2 separate regions of the Gossypium hirsutum genome follow, and region 2 is linked to region 1. Evidence: chromatin contacts called from public Hi-C data. All regions are on one chromosome and are shown on one strand. Each heading gives the region's core, a stretch centred on a gene start, on an enhancer-like site or on the middle of the called end of the contact. The rest is flanking DNA. Distances are from core to core; before and after follow the strand shown.

Region 1 (7,307 bases), core at 3,588-6,087:
TCCCAAAAGTATGTTTCTCGACACCCCTTACTTATAGGTCATTACAACTCATGTATAATGTGTGGAATAAGGAATTCCCACAGGTATTGAGCACTCCATTCAAGTTGTTATTGAAATATACATTGCATCACCACCCAAAATTTCAACTGAATTCAACTCAAATATGAAGCAATATGGATATTCAGGAGAGGACAAACCAACCAAGGTTATGCGGTTATTGTAGGAACCTAAGGCATGCAAGGCTATCATGTTCACACTTGGAGGATACTTTGAGGATAAGACATTGTTAGTTGATTTATTATTTTTTTATAAATAGTTTGTTGATTTTTTTCATTGATTCTCAATTTTTTTTTGGTAATTTGTAGATATTGATATATATACTCCGTACAGATTTGTAATATTCATACAAATTAATCGAATAAAACTTAGCTTAATAATGACAATCCATTTTGATGCAAAAACAATATCACTTTAAAAACATTTTGTTTCTAATATCTATAAAATTGATTGAATAAAACTTAGCTTTACAATTAAGATTGACATGAGAAGTACGAAAAAAATCATCGGCCTGGCTAGGCCAAATGTGTGCCACAACCGGGTGGGCATCAGTTGCAAGATGAATTTCTTCTTCGTTGTTGAGTGTGGTGTGCTCTTACGTTGCCATTGTGTCTCCCTAGTTCTAGGAACATGTGCTTGCCAATATGATCTACCTTGGTAAAACAATGGTACCTGAGGTGTTTGCAACACTAACAACGTATAAGTGTATGGTGTCTCAAACATCAGTGGGGTAAAATATGGTGGAAATGTCATCGATAGATACGTTGGCGGCAGATACTTTAAAGTCATTAGACTGTAATATGCTGGGGACGGAGGTGGTACAGAAAACCTTATATCTGCAGAAGGTGTAGAAACATGGAATGGAGATGGTGCAAATAACAAACCTAAACCAAAATAAGTTGAGCCATACTGACCAGGAGGTAGTGTGAACGATGATGCCTCTTGTTGCATTGGTGTCGATGATGGACCCGCCTCAACACTTGCTCCAGGCCTTAGTTTCCTAGATGGTTATCGTGGCCTCTTTGAATAAAGTTGCCTATGCCTCGCCTCCCCCAATAGTAAATATGACTTGCCATGGTTTAGTACGATGATCTAAAGCTAATTGACGAGCGTCGCGATTACGCAAAAAGTCGTGCATATGCTCTCAAATGTTGATATATTGCTAATGGAATTTAGCCTAATTCCTCGGGTCTCCCTCATAAGTTGATCTTGTGCAGGTCTCCATTGCGTTGGGATGGTAATGGAATTGTTTGCTTAAATTCAAACTTAACTTGATCGAATTCGTAAATTTTTACTGTAGCGTAAACTCTCAATGACACCTTCACGTGTGAAATGTTGGGATTCACCAATAATTCAGACGAGATACATGCTTAAATTCTCGAATCAGAGTATGGCGTCCATTCAAACTATAGTAAAAAATAATAATTTCAATTATATACTTACTAATAATTTTTAAATCCTTGTGTCAATATTATATAATTAAAATTTTTAGAAATACTAACCTCCGCTTCCGATCGTTGATCTAACAGGAGCTGTATATCTTGAAGCTCCTTTAATAGTTCCACATAACTCAGCATATAGTTCCACCTATTGAAATAATATGTTAATAAAAAAATTTAAAATTTAAAATTTTTTATTAAGGTAAATATATAATCTAATGAATTTTACTTTGTTACGAGTGAGAATGTATAATGATAGTAAACTTGAGGACGTAAAAATGACAATTGATACCATGCCCATGATTGCAATAGGAGCATGCATCTACTGTTTTAATTTTTTTGTAGTTGCATCGCCCGACACATCTCTCAGTACAATGTTGCCAACACCGCTGATCCCCAACTGAGTTGGCCCACTTATTTTAAGTCCTTGATTGTAGTAGCAACCTTAAATGTACAAGATTTCGCGATTTATCAGGCATTAGAAGACCCTCGATTATCCTAAGGATGTATGCCCAAGTGTATTATTCCCTTTCAAGTGGACTCAAGTCCATATTGTGCTCATCAAAATTTCTTTTCAACCAATTCATGTTTATCTAGCCACCATAAATCTTGTCTGGAACCTTCCCTAACAGTTGGCTGCATAAGACTTTCAAATTAGTAGTGACAACTGAGCCCGTCACTACTGACCCATCCACTGGTAACTTAAGTTGTAATTATACGTCCTCCAGCGTGATTGTACACTCACCGCATAGAAGATGAAATGTGTGTGTCTTGGGTCTCCATCTTTCCACCAACGCGTTGACAAGTGTAGCTTTCAATTTATACACCCAAACATACGAACCACATGAAAGAATCCCGCATCTTTGAAGTATGGTTTGATTAAAGTCGATAGAGGAGGGGATAGATTGCAAATATATGTCTCCAAAATCCGATCTTCCACCTAATTATAAAAAAAATACAAAATTTTAAATTTCAACGTAACAACGTAATAATGAAATTAAATTAGATTAAAAATAATATAAATATTTTCTTACCATTTTCAATTAGAAGGTTGAAATGTGTTTGTCATCCAAACAAATAAGATAATTGACGATTAAGAATTAAATAAAAAATAATTAAATTTTGTGATACAAAGTTAAATAAAAAAGAGAATTTTAATAAAAATTGAGTGAATTGAGAGATAATTAAGAGAGAACTGAGAGAGAATTGAAAAAAAATGGAATTGAGGAGTTTAAATAGGTTTTTTTTTTAATTGTGTGTTGGGGTGGGGGGGGGAGGGTGGGGGAAGTAGCTGTTGGAATTTGCCCATTGTGGGGTAGTTGTTGGGAAAAATCGTCCAACTAGAAGTGTTTTGCTGAAAGAGCAGTAAAGCACGTCCAGTTTCTTGCAACGTATGTTGAAAACATATCTAGCTTAATGCGTTTTTTTGCAAAGTACGCTGAAAACACATCCAGCTTAGTGCGATTTAAAAATTGACCTAATCCCACAAATATTCAAAAAAAAAGGGTCTAATCCTTTAAATATTTTAAAAAAAATCCGCAATTTCTCTTAATTCACCCTATATAAATATGTTAAAATATTGTTATAAGTCGTATGAATAGATTTGGCAGATAATTACTAATTATACCATTTTTATTTATTTTTTTCTCATGTTGAGAGATATTTTTAGGAAAAAGGTAAAATGGGTTTAGATGGTCTTAAGTTATTAAGTTATGTGAGCTTAAAAGGTGTTAAAACTTATAGTTTATAATACTCTAAGTCAGTGCAGTGCAAGGGCTTTATAATAGAGAGAGCAAGAGCATAAACTGAAGAAAAAAATAGACTAAAAATGGAGATTAAGGAAAGAAGCTCCTTGACGAGAAAATACCCTCTGTATCCTCTTTTGGTCCTATGGTTGGCCTTTATTTATTCTTGGCATGGTGAAGACATGTTATGTGCAAAAGTGTGAAGGGTTCTACTATTAGAATATTTTTATATGATTTTTGAATTTTAAAATTTTATTTGACACAAATATCAATTGTTAATGTATTTTCGTGAGTAACATATGAAAATAATAAGTTAACATTATATTACACTATATATATGATAATATATTTTCTGCATCATATTTTTAAAATAACAGAACTTAATAAATTTAACAATTATTATTTTTTGAAGATTAAAATTTTAAAAGTAGAGAAACTAAAAATACCAAATTAAAGTATAAAAATTAAATCTAAATTTTTTGTAAAGTACATGGACTAATAGTAAAATTTATGTATACACATTGTAATTATTTTGTATATGAGATTTTCATAGGAAATGATATGTTGTTGCATTATGAATATGAATATGAAAATAAGAAAATAAATTTATTTTGTAGAAATAGAAAATTCAATCATAAAGCATACATACTTTTTGACTCTTTTAATTTTTTTTTTAATGTTTTATTAACCTTTGGTATGGGGAGGGGGAGGCGTCGTGAAATGTGTCGGTTCCTTTTCCACCTTTTCCCTCACTTTCTTATTCATTTTATAAACATACATATGAACTAATTATAATTAAAAATATACATATAAAAGAACTAAATAATATACGTAAAAGAAAATTGTAGTCATCCATAGTACTGCTATTCATTGACTGGGTTTATTCTAATTGTTTTGTTTTTCATAACAAAAAACACTTAATGTTAATTGTTACAAATAAAAATTAGATTAAATTTATATATACTCTTATAAAAAAATATAATATACTTAAAATTTTAAAAGAAAATAATAGTCATCAATATAACTATAATTTTGTTGGCCGTCTTTGGTATCATTAGTCATCAACACCAATTATGCAAATTTGGAAAAAAATCAAATCAAAATTACAATAATAATAAACATTAAAGGCATCTTCTTCCTTAGAAAAAAAAAACTATTATAGATATTTAAGAATTTTAAATTTTAATTAACAATTTACTTTTATAATTTTTAACTATAAATATCTTTAAATTGTTTTAAAAAAACTATATTCATGGCCAAGTGGCTTAGTTGGTTTGAGCTTGGAAAAAGATGTTTTATTCTCTAACTAATCAGCCCAAATTTAAATTAAATAAATTAAAACATGTTTTTATTTAATTTTAATTATAAAAAAATAGTAAAATAAATTATTTGAGCAAGTAAAACTCGGATATGAGCTTGAACATCTTAATTGTGTTGTTTTATTAAATAATATTAAAATAATGAGTAAGTCATTGGGACGTGACTAATCCTATGATTCCAATAATTTCCCCATTTCCTTTTCAACCTTTCTGCCACTTGGACATACATTAGCCGCGTGTTGCCTCCGTCCACGCTGTCACTCTCTCCCTCGCCATTGTCGGCTAGCGTGGTTTCCCGCGATTTCAATTCGGGATATTACAGTCATTTCAATTCGGGAATTACGGCTTCCAAATGACTATTTGTATTGGAATCCACGTGGCGGAAAGTGGATCGTTACGTAGAAGACAAACAAAGGAAAAGACAAAACTCAATGACCGAAGGACCCCTACTTCCACTTTCAGTTTATTACGGAATGTAAAATAATCAATTACTACTAATTAAACAGTCAAACTGGTTATAATGCAGTCAAACTGGTAACCCACTGTTCAATTAAAATAACTGTAGGAAGATTCACCATTTAATCATTTTCCAGACATAATCATATTTTTTACTTCAACTTTTTTAATATTTTCATTTTCTATAACTAAAAAGTAACTTTGTTAATGAAAAGAGATTCGGACATCCCAACTTAAAAAATTACAATATTTCTTTTTCATTAAATTTTATTAACGATGTAACAATAAATTTACGTTATATTTTCATTTTAAATTAAAATTTTAAAAATTAATTCTTCATTATTATTTGAATTAAAATATATTTTTAACAAGTGTATTATGTTTTTAAAAGGTATGTACGTGGTTTTTGTTGTTATAAAAAAATGCTGTAACAATTTCAAATACTCATTTTAAACATAATGTTGGGAAGTAAAAAATAAATTAAATGATATTTTAATAATTTAATATATTAATACATAAAATATACACAAATAATTTACATGTTCGTTGCTAAATGTTAAGTTAAAGATTAAAAAAGGTATTTGATTGTTATGGATTTATTTAGTTGTAAAATAAATAAAAATTTGATGAAATAAATGAGGATATTTTGATAATTTTACATTCAAAAGCTAAAAACGGAGGTTGAGTCTAAAAGCTAGTTTGAAAAACATTTTTGATTCTAACCTCACATTGTTCTTCGTCACTCACGGAATCAAAAGTGGTTTTTTCTCCAAAAGCTAATTTGAAATGCAATGAAAAATAAGACCTAAGTGTTATTGTAAAGCTAACCCGTATACTTTTTTTTTTCTTTTTGAATAATTTGATTTTTTTCCCTTTTATATCTTTATTTTCCTTATCTACTTCTTCTCTCTTTACTTTTTTTTTTTTACTCTTCCCCTATTAAATGGATTTAATCTTTTTCTATTTTGACATTGTTGGGAAAAAAAGAATTGTCCTTGGAGGCATTTGAAAACTCTTATGAAAACTTATGGTGAAGAAATTGTGATTTGAATTTAGATTACAATAAAAAAATATAAATACAAATCATTGTAAGTGATTAAATTTGCAACACATTAATTAATAAATTTTTTAGTGTGATTTATATTTATATTCATAACTTGGTGGAAAACTGAAACTAATTTTTGCATACTAAAATTATGAAGCAACAGCAGCTATGAGCAATGTAACAGGCTAGGCATGGCACCAGAATAGAGAAGCGGTCCTGCTTGATTATTGATACAATGTTGCTATCATGAAAAAGGATCCCTTAATTAAGTTGTTAGTGTAGCAGTAAAATATTCAACCTTTAATTTATCAAATTAGTAAATATATAGACATGGAAGATGTAATAAGTACTTTTTATGATGTATGAGATTTGAGTTGTTTGTTTAAACGTGAAATCCATGGAAAACCACCGGATGGGATATATGGCTTTAAAATTTGGTTCAACTTTATATAAAGATCATGAGGAATCTGGAATTAAGCATGTGGAACTTATATATAATAATTAGTAACTTGTAATAATAAATAAATAAATGTGGTGATCAGAGTTAGCGTAAGCAGCAAAAGATGATCCATTGAGGCCCTGTCAGGATATTATATTCCTTTTCGAAATCGACCACCCTCCAAACTCATCCTCTTTTTCCCTTTTTAACGCCTTACTCTTCCAAGTTTTAGTTTGTTAGAAAATATTTTTCTTTTTTAAAGTCAATAAATCGAACCTGAACTTGGCTTCATCTTAACTGTGTTTGATTGGTGGAGGAAAGAAAGAAAGAATCAATTTTTTACAACACCTAACTCTTGAACTACACTCATATAAAACTCAATGCCCCTCCCTTTTGGAGTTTTAAGTATTTCAAAGGTGTGAAACACAAGCTTTATTACAAGGGCATCGACCATGATTGCTTGGCAGTCACTGTGATTGACAATCGATTCGAAACCCATGTAGTAACCACCAGGGTTTCTGATATTAGAATCATTGTGCAAGATCAGGATTGGTGCTAGTGTTGAAGGTTGAAACCATTTATAATATCTTTTAGGGTTTTACAGGGCACATGTTGTAGGTTTTATTTGTCAGATGTTAACTGGTTGGCCGCCTGTAATTACTTTGGATATGGAATGGAAACAAGCCACATTTCTTAACAAATGGAACTCTCGAACATGGGCCATTGATTGGGAAACAAATTGGGGGGGGGGGAAGAAATAGATGCCCCCATGATGGTCACAGGTGAGCTGAAGGTGTTTACTATTGG
Region 2 (7,529 bases), core at 843-3,342, 68 kb after region 1:
TTTGAGCTGCCGATGTGCACCAAGACATGCTTAAAAATACAGTCATGAGCGAGTTAAAGGGAGACTGGTTGAGACAATTTGTTACCTTCACACACAGATAGAAGCTGTTTAAAATGATTCCAGTCCTGCAGTGTTTCTTCGGTGAGTTTCTCAACAACGGTCCCTCTCTATCAAATTAGCTCTGTTAGTGAGATAGTCCATAAGATAACTAGTTCCTTACAAACAAATGACTGAACTCACTTCTGGATCATCTAGAAGCCTAAGGGGAGTGCTGTCTGCACTAAGGAGGTCTCTGACAGATTCATTATAAATCTCCATAGCTGAGAACTTCAGGATAAACTCTCTTTCCTTGTGCTACAGAAAAAGTACAGTTTGTTTTTAGTCAAAGGGAGACACACAATGGAAAAGAAAAACTAGGAGTGAGCAACAAAACTGTTGCATCTTCATTACCCTTTGTATGTAGTCATATATATCTGTCATGGCATACTCGGTAATTCCAATCATCGTATATGTCTTTCCGCTGCTTGTTTGTCCATAGGCAAAAACACTCGCTGAAAAATAGTTAAATGTTAAAGAATTGAGAGAGGAGATCAGGAAGGTATGGGGAGTCTAAAAAGAGATGCACTCACAGTTTATACCACTGACAACTGAAATAGCAACTGCCTTTGCTCCTGCTTCATACACTTGCTGGTTGGGGCAATCAGGGCTAAAAACTCGGTCTAAAATCGGCAGACGACCCATGAAATGAAAAGAGTATCACTATTAGAAAATGCTGGTCTCATCTCCATACATGATAAAAATGCCAATAAATGATAGACTGAGGAATGCAATCAAACATACAAGAACTGAAATCTGAACTCTTACCAAAAGTATAGGCAGTTGGGTACATTGATCTCTCGGAAACCGAAAGGCTGTTCCGGTATATAATTGTGTTATCATTGATGCATTCCCAGTCTGATACATCGTGCCTAGCTATTTCCTTGTAATTGAGAGGGCGTAAACGAACCGAAACGAAAATTCTTTCCTTGCAGCCTGCTGGCTCTTGCATTTGCTCTTCTCCACCATCCATCCCCATCTCTCAACTGCACTCACCAAAATTCAAATTGCTACAAATAATACCATCAAAACATCAGCAACGCTTGCTTCTTTACTTAAGCTCCCTATCACTAATTCAAACGGTTTGACAATGAAGCTTCTGTTGGTATAAGGACCACCCAACATCATTGTCCGAAATCAACAAACTAATCATGGGTTAGTGCTAAATTCACCCAACATTTGTTTTTCTTCAGTAACTTGTCTTAACCCAGAAACCACACCGCCCCTTGTCAATGTAAACACAAATTATTGGTGAAAAGAAATTGTGCCCTTTATCACCGGCTACAATAATTCTTTAAGTCAACAGCCATTCGGCCAGACTACTTAATTAGAGTTTTTAATTAATACAAGACTTTGGACTGTTCTAAGACACAAGACTTTGGATTGTTCCAAGATGGTCTCTAATTACAGACTGTCAAAGTCAGATTCTCACACTATTTAAAAACAGAATCTTTTGAATTTAATATAAAAGAAAAAGAAATTAAAATTAAAATAGTTTGAGAAATAAGAAGTTTTTACCTTGGGATTGAAGGGTGTTTCAAGGAATGTTTTGATATTTCCCTCAAATTCCAAATGCAGAGCTAAAGAAACAAAATTGAATATCCTTTCTGCACACACAGAATTACAGCACAAGTTCAACTCTTTTTCTTACTTCAAACTTCAAACAGCTTTCATACCAGGCTGCATTTGCATGCAAACAAAAGAAAAAAGGAAATTTCTATGACAGAAATTTTTTAAAAAATAAAGCAAACAGAGAGTGAAAGAGAAGGAAATTCATGATGTTTAATTCTCTTAAGAGGGAAGTTGGGGTTTTTAATGCAAAAAAGTTTGTGAGATATTGATGCGGTTATGGCGTCTGCTTCTTTGTTTGATTGTTAGTTGATTTTGGAGGCTGCTCTTAAGGTGAAAACATAATTAATCTTTGAATTAAAACCAAATGAAAAATGCTTTTTCATAACAGAAGAAGGTGATGAGTATGCAGTTTTGGCCATTAAAGCAAAAATAAAGCTGTACCTAATTTGCTTAGCAACCAAGCCTTGTTACTCATTGCATTAAATTATTGCTCAAGGGTTCCAGATAAAACTAGCTTTTCTAAACCAAAAAGAAAAAAGTTATTATAAAATGAATCTAAATTAGATTCCCATCTTTGAGTAAGTGCTAAAGTATATGATTCACGAAGGTTGATGGGTTCAAATATGGTACTTAACCTGCACATGGCAGGGTTTTATTTTTCCTTTTATGTTCTTTCTACAATAAACATTTTTCCATAAAAATGGCAGTAAAAACACAAAGCATCATGTTTTAGTCATCTCTACCAGTTTGAGATTTAAGTGTTGGAGAATTATAGATAAAAGCAGGAATTATATTTAATTTATATAGGAAAAGTCTTCACTTATTTGCTGACTTTTTAGTCTAATGTATTTATTGTCATTGGGATTTTCCTTCCATGCAAAACACAGAGGCAAACAAAAGCTGCTAAAGACAGATAGAATGCAGGGGGACCCCTTTGACCAAAACCCAAAGATTAATAATTGCAGCATCCCCAACCCATGTGGTGAGAAAAGCCATTGCTTAGCATATTCCACTCCTCCAAAGACGAATGGAGGCCCATGCATATGCTTGTGTTTCTGAAATAATTTGTTGGCAAAGAACCTTAAATTTGGTATACCAAATGTCATTATTATATAATTTGTAAGATTTGTGTTCTTAAAAAATTAGATTACATGCATGTGCTATTCCCATTTTTATTCCCTCAACACAATGCCTTATCTCTCTCTAAGAAAGAAAGTTGAAAATAATTTCTTTTCTGGGTACAATTACAAGAATAGAGCATTCATTTATTTCTTCTTTTTTGCTTTTGTAGCACATGGTTTCAATATTATTGAATTAGGTGTATGGATATATGTTTTCTTTTCATATTATCCTGTTCCTTGAAATGCAAATAAACCCAACCAACATTGTTTCAAACATATGGGTCCGAATGTTGTATAAAAGGCTTTGGTTCGTTCAAATGAAATAAAGTTGGAATTAAATAGATATTGGATTTGAAAAGAGATGAAATATGAATAGCTATAAATTATTTTGATAATATACTTCAATACATTCAAATTTATATTTTTTTTATGCATTTTTAGATAGCACTTTTGTACTTTAATATGACTTGGAAACCACCAGAAATGGTTAAAACTTGCTTGTAATTATGTAACCTAACCAATTAATGATAAACAGCCGTATGTTTGTGAAGATTAAATAAAGCAATGACTAGTTGTTAGATATTTAAATTAATCTGATTTAGCTTCCGAATAATATTTTCAGAAGTCCTTTCAAATAGTGAGGACAAGATGGTGATTGTTTGCTAGTTTATCAAAATCACATTCATATTTGATTAGTAGCATCCATCTTTTGCTTTGAAAACATTGTAACAACCATATAAGTTTGGCAACAATTCTTTCTTAGTAACTGGGTTACCATTGTCATTATTTTATCCCGAAAACCAAAGAATAAAGATGGCCATGAAGTATCGTTCAAGTCTTGCATTGCATCTAAATTTTGAAAATGGGGTCTTCAACCTCTATAATATTGTGATTCAATCCATTGTTTCGGATCTGTCTTGATTTGCTTTTGTTTTTTAGCTTCTTGTTGCTTGTATTTCCTTTTGTTTTTTGGCATATCAGTCAAAGAAAAATATCACAGTAAATAGAAGATGTAGAGGTACTCAATCATGTGGGGTTCATTGGCTACAAAGATTGGTACATATCAGTCTGTTTTGGTTTCAATATTTGGTGCATAACATATGAAGTGAGCCCCCAAGCCCTAGCCTGGCAAATGGTAATGGTGCCTGAATTTGGAGGGCATTTCAAATAAGGTTTTTGTGGTGCGCGTTAAACCCTTGACTACTTCACTACATCACATCTCTCCTTCATTTTATAGTTTCTTATGTGGTCTAGTATAACTTCGTTTATATTCACAAATTTTTTTTAAATATGCCAACTGAATTTTAGTTTGATTGGCGTTGATATCGTTATCAAAGAAGGAGAACATAGATTTAAACGCGTTAAGGTGTATTTATTCTTCTATTTAAAAAAAAATTATGAATAATTAAAAATCTTTCTAAACTTGTAGACTCAATAAATAAAACAACATATTTTTTTTATGGAATAAATTAATAGATATATGTGTAATATGATTATAGAATATTATAGAGGAGGATTTTGGATTTAATAAAGGAAAACATAAAATAAAGATGTGATGACAAGTGTCAATATTTCTATGAAAGAGAGTAGAATCCCTATTTCTTAAATGATTAATTCCAGCATGAAGGCCTGGGACAACGGTGATGTGAATTAGGTTGATGATCAATATTAGTAAATATATATATATAATTAAAGAAAAAGAGAGAGCTACATAACATGCAATTAGTGGAACAGGTAGCCCTTATAGTTTTCAACTTGGGTGAGACATAAAGGTGGGTTTAATTCGTTTGCACATGCTAATCCAACCAATAATTACATAGGTGACGTTTCTCCAAATTATTACTACAAACTTCACATCACTCACTTTCCAACTTCACTTTGTATTAAATTATAAAGTGAAAATTTAAATGTTAATATATAATATTATAATTTTTTATATTACACTTACATTTAAAATTTAGTCCTTTATTTTTATATTCAAGAATTTAGTATTTTAAATTTAAAAATTAAAATTTAATTGTTACCCGTGTTAAAATTATTCTGTTGAATTTATTGATATGATATTTTGAAATTTTAAAAAAAAATTCACTTGTTTGTAATGAACAATAAAAATAACATTGAAAATATTTATATAGATTTTTTTTAAAAAAAGACAAATAAGAACTCATCATAATAAAATATTTTTTTGTGGGAATAGTATTTTTATGGAAAATTGGCGTCAATATTTTAATTGAAATAGTTAACAATATTAACTATTTAGGTATTACAAAAATAGATGGATCAATTTATATTAAGAATTAAAATATATAGATTAAATATCAAGTTTTAAAATAATATAGGGGTCAAAATTAAAATTTGACAATTGTCTTATAATATAAAAGAAAAAAAAGAAGAATAAGGCAAACCCGAAAGACATAAAAGGTCATGTGTCACCCACCAATTCTCTTAGTATTCAAATTATATATAATAACATAACCTTTTAATAAAAAAATTAATAAAAACAACTATTTAAACTAATTAAAAATTAAATCTTCAATTTAAATATAATAAAAAAATCAAAATTAAAATTTAACTCTTTTGTATAACGTTAGGAAGGAAAGAACACCATACCCAGGTCCCACGTGTCAACACAAGGAAGGCCTTTACATTTTCCTTTAACACATACAAGTATTGTTTCTCTCTTCTCCCGGAAATGTTTCATTAAAAATCAAATTTATTAAACAATTTCGTAACTATAAAAATATTAATAAAATTACTAATAATTACATTTGTATACTTTTTCTTATTTTCTAAATTATAAATATAATTCTAATTGTATTAAATTAACTTTTAAATCATTACCGATTTTAAATTATACAATAAATTTCAATCATTCGCTATTTATTGTTATCATAAAATATATAATTCTTACTCTCTCTATTTTATGTATAGATAAAAAATAAAAATAAATGTTACATTTAGTAATATTATCATAATATCTCCCCAATTTTCTACACTTGTACAATTAAAAATAGAATATTTCATTAATTAAATTCTTAAAAATGTTAGAATTTATCAATTTATTTTTGGAAAGAAGTTTAAGTTCAAATAATAATTTTAAATATATAAATTGGATATTCAATTTAAATATCAATTTTTTATGGGTAATTCAAATGTTAGTAATAAATTCAAATATCTAAAATATTTGAATTAAAATTAAAATGAATTTTGGTAATTTATATTCTTTAATTTATATTTGTATGCAGTATAAATCAATGCTAAACAATAAATCTATTATTCGAATATGAATTATATAATTCATTAATGCTCCATATAGGAATGGATTTGAGAATTTAAATTTTATTTACTGCGTAAATGGTAAATATGAAATGCATAATATATTATGAACAAATAAGTTTAAATTCAATATAATATATATTAAAAAGTTATGACAACATGAATTTGTAAAATACAAAATTATCTTAAGAATTTCAAATTAACATGAATGTTACATTTTTAAATAGTTTACTATTTAATTTATATTATTTTTGAAATCTAAATTCCAAAATTTTAATTCTGAAACGCTACATGAAGTAATAGATCGAATGATGTCAAATATTTAACCTTTTATTATATATTTAATGACTATATATATATAAATAAAATTATATATTGTCTCAGGATTATTGTATTAGTTATATTTTTCTTAACATTATAAAGTTAAGAGAAACAAATTATGATAAATTAACGTGTAGGGATTAAATCTCAAATTTATCTTAATAAAGGCATCAAAATTGAAAATAAATCATTACCTTACAATGACAAAAAATGGAAAAGAAAAAAGGACAGCTGTCCTACCTCCTCTCTTAACAAAATGAAGGCCCTTAGTTATAATAGTTATCCATAGGTTACGTTGGGCCGGGTTGGATTGGGTTTGAGTTTGACCCTTTTAAAATTCTAGGTTTTATTAATAAGTCCAAATTCAATTTGTCCTCAAAAATGGGTTTAAATTTTTGTTTAAGCCCGAATTGGGTAAAAATATTAAAACCCAGACCTAACCCAGGCCACTCATAATAATTTATTTTTTTATTTTTATATATAAAAATAAAAATATATATAATACATTAAAAATACTAAAAATATTAAAATAAATGTTTCCCAACAAATTAAAAATAAAATTTAAAAAAATATTTATACTTAAATAACACTAAGATAGATGTAACTTAATAAGCAAATGCCTCTAAAATAGTAACAAAATTAACAATAAAACAAAAGTTATACAATATCCAAACAATAACAACAAAATAGTAGTAACATAATAGTGAAATGACAGGAAAACAGTAGAAAAACAACAACAAAACTGCAAGTTTTTTTTTTGCAAATTCAGACCAAGCCTGACCCCAAAAAAACCTTATTTGAGGTCTGATCCATTTTCTAAACCGGCCTTAATTTTTTTGCTCAAGCCCATTTTTCGAGCCTATAGTTTTGTCCAAACCCTCCCAAGTTTCAAGCGGGCCTTTAGGTAGACAAGACTATTAGCTAGTACCTTCATTTTATATATACTAGTATGATTTGTAGTCCACACTTCGTATTAGGTTGATTATTTATTTGTAGTCCCTATATACTTCATACATTTGGAATTTGGTCCTACTACTTTTATTTTCAAGAATTTAGTCCACTGCTTTTCAGATTTAGAAATTCAGGTCCAGTTGTTACTGTAACTAAAATTCTTCTATTAAATTCTCTTGTATGACATTTTGA

Evidence for each region. A called contact is a pair of places that touch in the nucleus more often than the background predicts.
Region 2: a Hi-C map of leaf shows a contact between it and region 1, with 1.6 times the contacts expected there. The contact joins the promoter of LOC107926927 here to the enhancer-like site in region 1. A contact is called at or near these places in 6 of 34 Hi-C or Micro-C datasets (anther, leaf and petal).

What each region holds. Positions count from the first base shown.
Region 1 is chrA12:14,094,879-14,102,185 of Gossypium_hirsutum_v2.1, forward strand. No RefSeq gene overlaps it. Among protein-coding and RNA genes, the nearest start is that of LOC107939041, 33 kb to the right of the region's middle. Within about 2 kb of position 4,838, at least 3 of the 9 cell types and tissues checked have an H3K27ac peak or open chromatin away from gene starts, as enhancers often do. A contact at or near this core is called in leaf, where this site is marked.
Region 2 is chrA12:14,165,234-14,172,762 of Gossypium_hirsutum_v2.1, forward strand. LOC107926927 (kinesin-like protein KIN-7H) reads right to left here and starts at 2,093. Exons shown (of 14, transcript XM_041083993.1): 1 at 1,615-2,093; 2 at 865-1,106; 3 at 630-719; 4 at 451-551; 5 at 241-354; 6 at 86-167; 7 at 1-6. The coding sequence starts at 1,075.